Linked DNA regions of Gossypium hirsutum: region 1 is linked to region 2. Evidence: chromatin contacts called from public Hi-C data. All regions are on one chromosome and are shown on one strand. Each heading gives the region's core, a stretch centred on a gene start, on an enhancer-like site or on the middle of the called end of the contact. The rest is flanking DNA. Distances are from core to core; before and after follow the strand shown. Region 1 has its middle 58 kb from the start of LOC107952367. Region 2 has its middle 12 kb from the start of LOC107952367.

Region 1 (3,078 bases), core at 403-2,902, 46 kb before region 2:
ATTTTTTGGCTTTTAACATATTCTGATTTTGAAGCTCCTTAAGAGTTGAAGGTTTATATCCTTGAGTATTACTACCGGAAGCAGTGGAAACAGAAGAAATAGCAGAAACAGAACTCATGGTTAAAGGCTAATTCTTGAACTTCCAAGAATTTTTACTGAATGAAACTTTTTTCCCTTCCAATTGTTATTACGATTGAAAAAAGAGAATTTCTTGTTAGGGTTAGGGTTAGGGTTTTGGTTTGGGTCCTGAGATTGCCAAAGCTTGTAGCTTCGATTCAACATCATCAGAGGTGGTGGTTGAGTCATCATCTGAGGACTGGAGTTTATAGGCTGCGACTGAGACACCTCCAATTGATTCATCGCCTGAGAGTTGGCCGCCGACGCCATCAACTAATGAGACCGATTCATCATCTGCGGCTAAACTGAAACTTGGACCTGAACTGTGTTCATCATCATTTATGGTGGATGATTCATCATCTGAGCCTGATCGTTCATTTTCTTTTATAAAATAAAATGAAAAATGAAATCAAAGAAATCCGAAGAAAAAAAAGAAACCCTAATTTTTCAGTTTTAGAATTGAAATTAGCAGCCAGATCAAACGGTTTACTACTAATCTGTTAATTTCCTTTCGGTTCTTTTAGTTTTCCTCAATCTAAAAATGAAAATTAAGAAAGAAAATGAGAAAAAATTTTGTTAAATAGATGACTTCATCTATGACGTCATGTGCTTATGTGGCATGCTACATGGGCTATTATGTTGACCGTTAAAACTAGGTTGATTTCTTAAAAAAATCATAATGTTGAGGGTGTTAATCAAAAAATAAAAAGGTCAAAGGCATAAAACCAAAACCCCCAAACGTTGAGGTTTTTTTTTTTTACAATTATACCTTAAAATAATGTTTTGGTTAAGTGGTAGATTTAAGGTTTTACTAATATAATTGGCACTGGCTTAAATCTCATCATATGTATATTTTTATTGGTCTTTATTGAAATAAAAAGACTAAAATGTCCTCGAATAATATAACTTATTTTAATTAAGAAATGACATTTTCGTAATTTTTCTACCCGAGTTGGTGCTTGGTTAACTCGTGACACCAACTTAGTTAAGAACTTAAATAATAGTATAGAAACACAAATTTGGTGAGAAAAACATTTTATATTAAAATTTTATTTTTTTAAGTTTTTATATTAAAAGTTTATTTTTTTAAGTTTATTTAAGAATTATTAATAGTATAGTGGTAAAGAATTTGTTCTTAAAGTCATTAAACATGGGTTTAATTTCTAGACATATTAATTTTAGTTCTTTTATTCTAAAACTATAAAATAGTATGAAAAGACAAAAAGGTCATGAAAATAATAATACTAGTCATTTAATAAAAATGTATATTAGTCATTTCCTAACCGATTTTGTACATGGTTAACTCATGATGCCAACTCATGATGCCAACTTTGACAGAAATTTTATTAATAGTATAGATTTTAATTTTTAATTTTTAATTTTTTTTTGTAATTTTCTTCGTATTTGCTCATGAGATCAATTATAAATTATTTAAAATAAATAAAAATAATATATAGTAGTAAATTAGCAGTTGAAATCTCCACAGCGATTCACTTATTCTTGAGTTTGGGTGCAAAATGGGGTGGATGGTGCTTTTGCGGGAGCCTTAATGAAAGAACCATCTCACTGCACTATTTTGGGCTTCTTCGAATCTCATGTTATTTAAGGCCATTTAAGCCCAAATGTTTGGGCTTGAACAAGTAATGAGATTCCTTTCCTCGTTTTAAACTAATCATAGTAAGGCAGAAAATTAATTTCAGTCCCTTAACATTTACTTCTTTTATCATTTTGGACTTTTTTTAATCACTTTAACCTTTAACCTTTAAATTTAGTCTAATTATTTTTTTCAGAAAAATTGATTAAATTGTTAAAATTTTAATGGCACATATGTGTACTTTATTGCTGACATTGATAATTTTTTTTAAAAAAAGTTATATGAATTTTTTTGAATTTTAATATATTTTTAAATTTTTTATAAAGTTACACGTGAATTACCATGTGAATTTCCACGTTAGTTTTGTTAAAATTTTATTAGTTCGGTTAATTTTTTCATCCAAAAAATTATTTTGACTTAAATTTTAAAGGTTTTTCTTGTCAAAGTGATCCAAAAATAATAATATGCACTAAAGTGAAAAAAAAGATAAACGTTAGGAGCTAAATTTAGCATTATTCTAAATAATAATGTATTCTTTTTGCAAAAAAAAATCATTTTTGAATAATATTTAATATTTTCTCATGCTAGTTTTACCCAAAAAGAAAATTTAAAAATGATTTATTGGTCAACAAAAAATAAAGCTAATTTTTTCATAAAATAACTCATTATATGTAACATGAATCGAGCTAAATAAATTATATTAATAATATATTTTAATTTTAAAATTATTTAAAACATATTAAAATAAAATTATTTAAAATATTTAAGAATTATTTTTATATTATAGTTTTCAATATTAGTGAACATACATATCTATCTGTTAATAATTTATAATATAGTATTCTTTATATTAATAATAGATAATAAATTATTAATATAATTAATACTAACTATTATTTTGATAAAGTTATTTAAAATATTATAAAACTAATATTTTATTGAGAAAAGTTTTATAATACTATTTTAATAATAAATGTATAGATTATAATTTATAAATTTTTAAAAATAAATGTTTCAAAATATAAATAAATATTAATATTTTAATAATATAAACATTAATATAAATAGCATTAGTAACATTACAAAATTTCTAGTTAGACACATAGCACTATTCCGGCGATAGAGATAATGAATTGGTGAGAAAAATTGAAAAATGAGTCAGATTAAAGGAATCTTATAAAAGATAAGTTGATAATTGAGATGGAAATCTATGAAAAGAATTTTATAAAAGATAAGTTGATAATTGAGATGGAAATCTATGAAAAGAATTTTATAAGTGAAAACGTGACAAAAGGATTAAATTACAAATATTGAAAAGTTTAAGGACTAAGTGTAAATATGATCAAAATAGGATAAGTGAGTTATTA
Region 2 (3,038 bases), core at 158-2,657:
AGAAGAAGAGCAAAAGAAAAAAAAAGTGTGACGGAGGAAAAAGAGAACGTGAAAAATGAAAAAGAAAATTTTACTTCCTTTTCCCAAAATAATAAAAATACAATTAAAAATAAATAAGTAAATATTTTTAATTTAAAAAAAAATTGAAGTTGCATAAAAAAAATTTCTCAAAACACACACAAGGACTCGAACCCAATTTTCTGATCTAGCCACTAACCCTACTTATAAATCTCAAAACTCCTAACCCTAAAATTAGGGGTGTTACAAAAATAAACTTAAATTAAAATTTTATGAATTAGTCATTGAGTCAAAAAGAGAGAAAAAAGTTAGTATGAAAGTTTTTATGGAAAGATAGAAAAAAAACAATATACATCATAGACAAAAACCATTTTGATACTGGGACTTAGAACAACAATAGAAAGATAAGAAAATAGGTTTTATTTTTGTCAAGTCTATTTTTTGGACCTATATTTTTATTCAAACCCTTCCATTTTTTGAGTAAGGTTTCGAGCATGAACGAATAATCCGATCCATGATCAACTCCAATCTTGTACATGGACTCATCTTTAGTTAGGTTGATTTGTTTTTACTTTTGAAATAATAAATGTACATGTTTCTGGTAGACAAAAAAAAATCTTTAAAAAGCCCTCTAACATGTTTTTCTAGTTACAAATCAAAATAAAAATCATAAAAATATTGAATATTCAGGCATGGATTAAAAATTTTTAGTAAATAAAATAAATAATAATTTACCCAAATCAAATGTTTGAGAAAATACAAATAACTTATAAAACTTATGTGTAAAATCCTTGAGCCAATTTTATGATAAACAAATTTCACGGACTTAAATTATTAATAATAAAGTTAAATGGATTAAATTAAAGTTTTATAATGTATATGAAAATAGATGTTATGTTTGGTGATTTAATTTGTAAATTATTTGTTTTTTAAATATTAAATATGGTATCAAGGGTAGATCTTTATGGAGCTTAAGGGGCCTTGACTCTTCAAAATTTTGAGAAACTTTAATTTATTTAATTTTTTTTTGAACTTTTTAGATGACTTTAAGGCCTCTCAAAACTTAATCTCAAAAAATGCCATTGTATGACATATTGATTTGAATCCATATAAATGTAGAATTTTTTTTATTTCTCATGTTTCATTTTTTTTAAAGGAAAAACGACCCAAAGGTCAACCTTATCATTTTTTCTATAATATTTGCCATAAATCTCAATAACCCTATCCCTTTTTCACCGCCTGTTGTTGTGGTCCCAAAGATCTTTGACTTTTCTTTCATCATTAGTAAAAGTGGACCGACAAACCGACTCACCTTTGATGCCTTCAACCCCCCAATGATCCCGCCTAATATCAATCGTGACACCGTCGCCCACTTGCTATATAAAGCCGTCCTTTAACACTTCAATCGCCTTAGCAATACTCGCCCAGGTGAAAGACAGTTTATCACATTGTTTGTATCTGAACACGTCACCATCCGAGAAATATTTGGCACTTAACACTTTAAAACATAAAGCATCCTTTTGAGTCATAAGTCTCCAAACTTGTTTACCTAATAATGCCAAGTTAAACAGATGTAAATCTTGAAAGCCCATACCTCCCATTCCCTTTGGGTAACAAAGCCTATTCCAAGCCATCATAGCCCAGCCACGAGTCTTGTCATTATTAGTCCACCACATCCAATCCATTTGTGAATAAAGGTCCTCAATAATGCCTTTTGGGGCCAGAAAGACTGAGAAAGCATAAGTCGAAATAGCCTGAATAATGGCTTTCATGAAAACCTCTTTCCTTCCGTAAGATAGCTAGCGTTTTGACCAATGTTTATTCTGCAACTGCATTGATTAATAATGTTAGTAAAAGCTAATGATTTTTTTCTACTAACAGGTAACGGTAACCTTAGGTAGCTTATCAACAATACGCAAGCCAATCATAAAACTAAGTAGTTGCCTTTGGGCCAACGGGGTTTTCAGGCTAAACATAATCATAGATTTGTCCTTATTTACCTCTTGGCCCGAATCATAATTAAAATTTGCAATAATATTAACAATTCCTCCGCATCCCTTTTTCTATTACGAATAAAAAAAGAGTGCGTTGTTGACAAAAAAAAGATGATTAATACGAGACCCATTTATGCTAGCCTGAATTCCCTTAAGCATATTGTTTTTTTAGCACGAATTAACAGCTTTGAAAACGCTTCCATGCAAAATAAAAATAGGTAAGCAGAAAGAGGATCCCCTAATTGTCTCGGATAGGGTATAATTGCATTTGACAACATAATGGACCGATCGAATGCATCTCATTATTTTAGTCACCCAATCATTTGCGTAGCCCATTTTTTTCATACCTCTTCAATAAAAGTCCACTCCACCCGATCGTATGCTTTGCTCATATTAAGCTTAATTACAAAACCTTTGTTAGGCCCATTCTTTGCACTTTGGAGATAATGGACTAGCTCATGGGCAATTAAAATGTTGTCGTGGATCATCCTCCCCGGAACAAAGGTGCTCTGATTTTGGCTAATGCATAACGGGAGTGTCTCCTTCAGACGATTTGGAAGCAATTTGGCGACGATTTTGTACACTACCCTACAAAAACTGATCGGCCTAAAATTAGTCATATCCACATGCTCTTTAGTTTTAGGAATTAAAACAATAATAGTGTCATTTAAACAATCCACATTTTTCACACCCCTAAGAATATCATGACACAACTTAATAATATCCTCCCCCACCACTTCCCAGTTTTCTCTAAAAAATTCCCTGACAAACCGTCAATTCGCAGGGCTTTCCTAGGATCCATTTCACTAAAAGCTTCCTTAATTTCGTTATCTGTAAAATTCTTCAGCAGTCTGTCATTAACCTCCCTTGAAATACATCTCTCTACATAGTCAAGGTTTAGCACAGTATTAGAATTTAAATTTGACTAGAATAAATTTTGAAAATACTCACTGATCGCCTTACATATATCCGCTGTGTTCTCTCTCCAGTATCCATTCATATCTTTAGGTCTAGCAATGTTGTTGT

What was found. A called contact is a pair of places that touch in the nucleus more often than the background predicts.
Region 1: a contact with region 2 is called in a Hi-C map of leaf, with 2.6 times the contacts expected there. The contact joins two enhancer-like sites. A contact is called at or near these places in 10 of 34 Hi-C or Micro-C datasets (anther, hypocotyl, leaf and 2 more).

What each region holds. Positions count from the first base shown.
Region 1 is chrA02:83,307,370-83,310,447 of Gossypium_hirsutum_v2.1, reverse strand. No RefSeq gene overlaps it. Among protein-coding and RNA genes, the nearest start is that of LOC107952367, 58 kb to the right of the region's middle. Within about 2 kb of position 1,652, at least 1 of the 9 cell types and tissues checked has an H3K27ac peak or open chromatin away from gene starts, as enhancers often do. A contact at or near this core is called in leaf, where this site is marked.
Region 2 is chrA02:83,260,865-83,263,902 of Gossypium_hirsutum_v2.1, reverse strand. No RefSeq gene overlaps it. Among protein-coding and RNA genes, the nearest start is that of LOC107952367, 12 kb to the right of the region's middle. Within about 2 kb of position 1,407, at least 5 of the 9 cell types and tissues checked have an H3K27ac peak or open chromatin away from gene starts, as enhancers often do. A contact at or near this core is called in leaf, where this site is marked.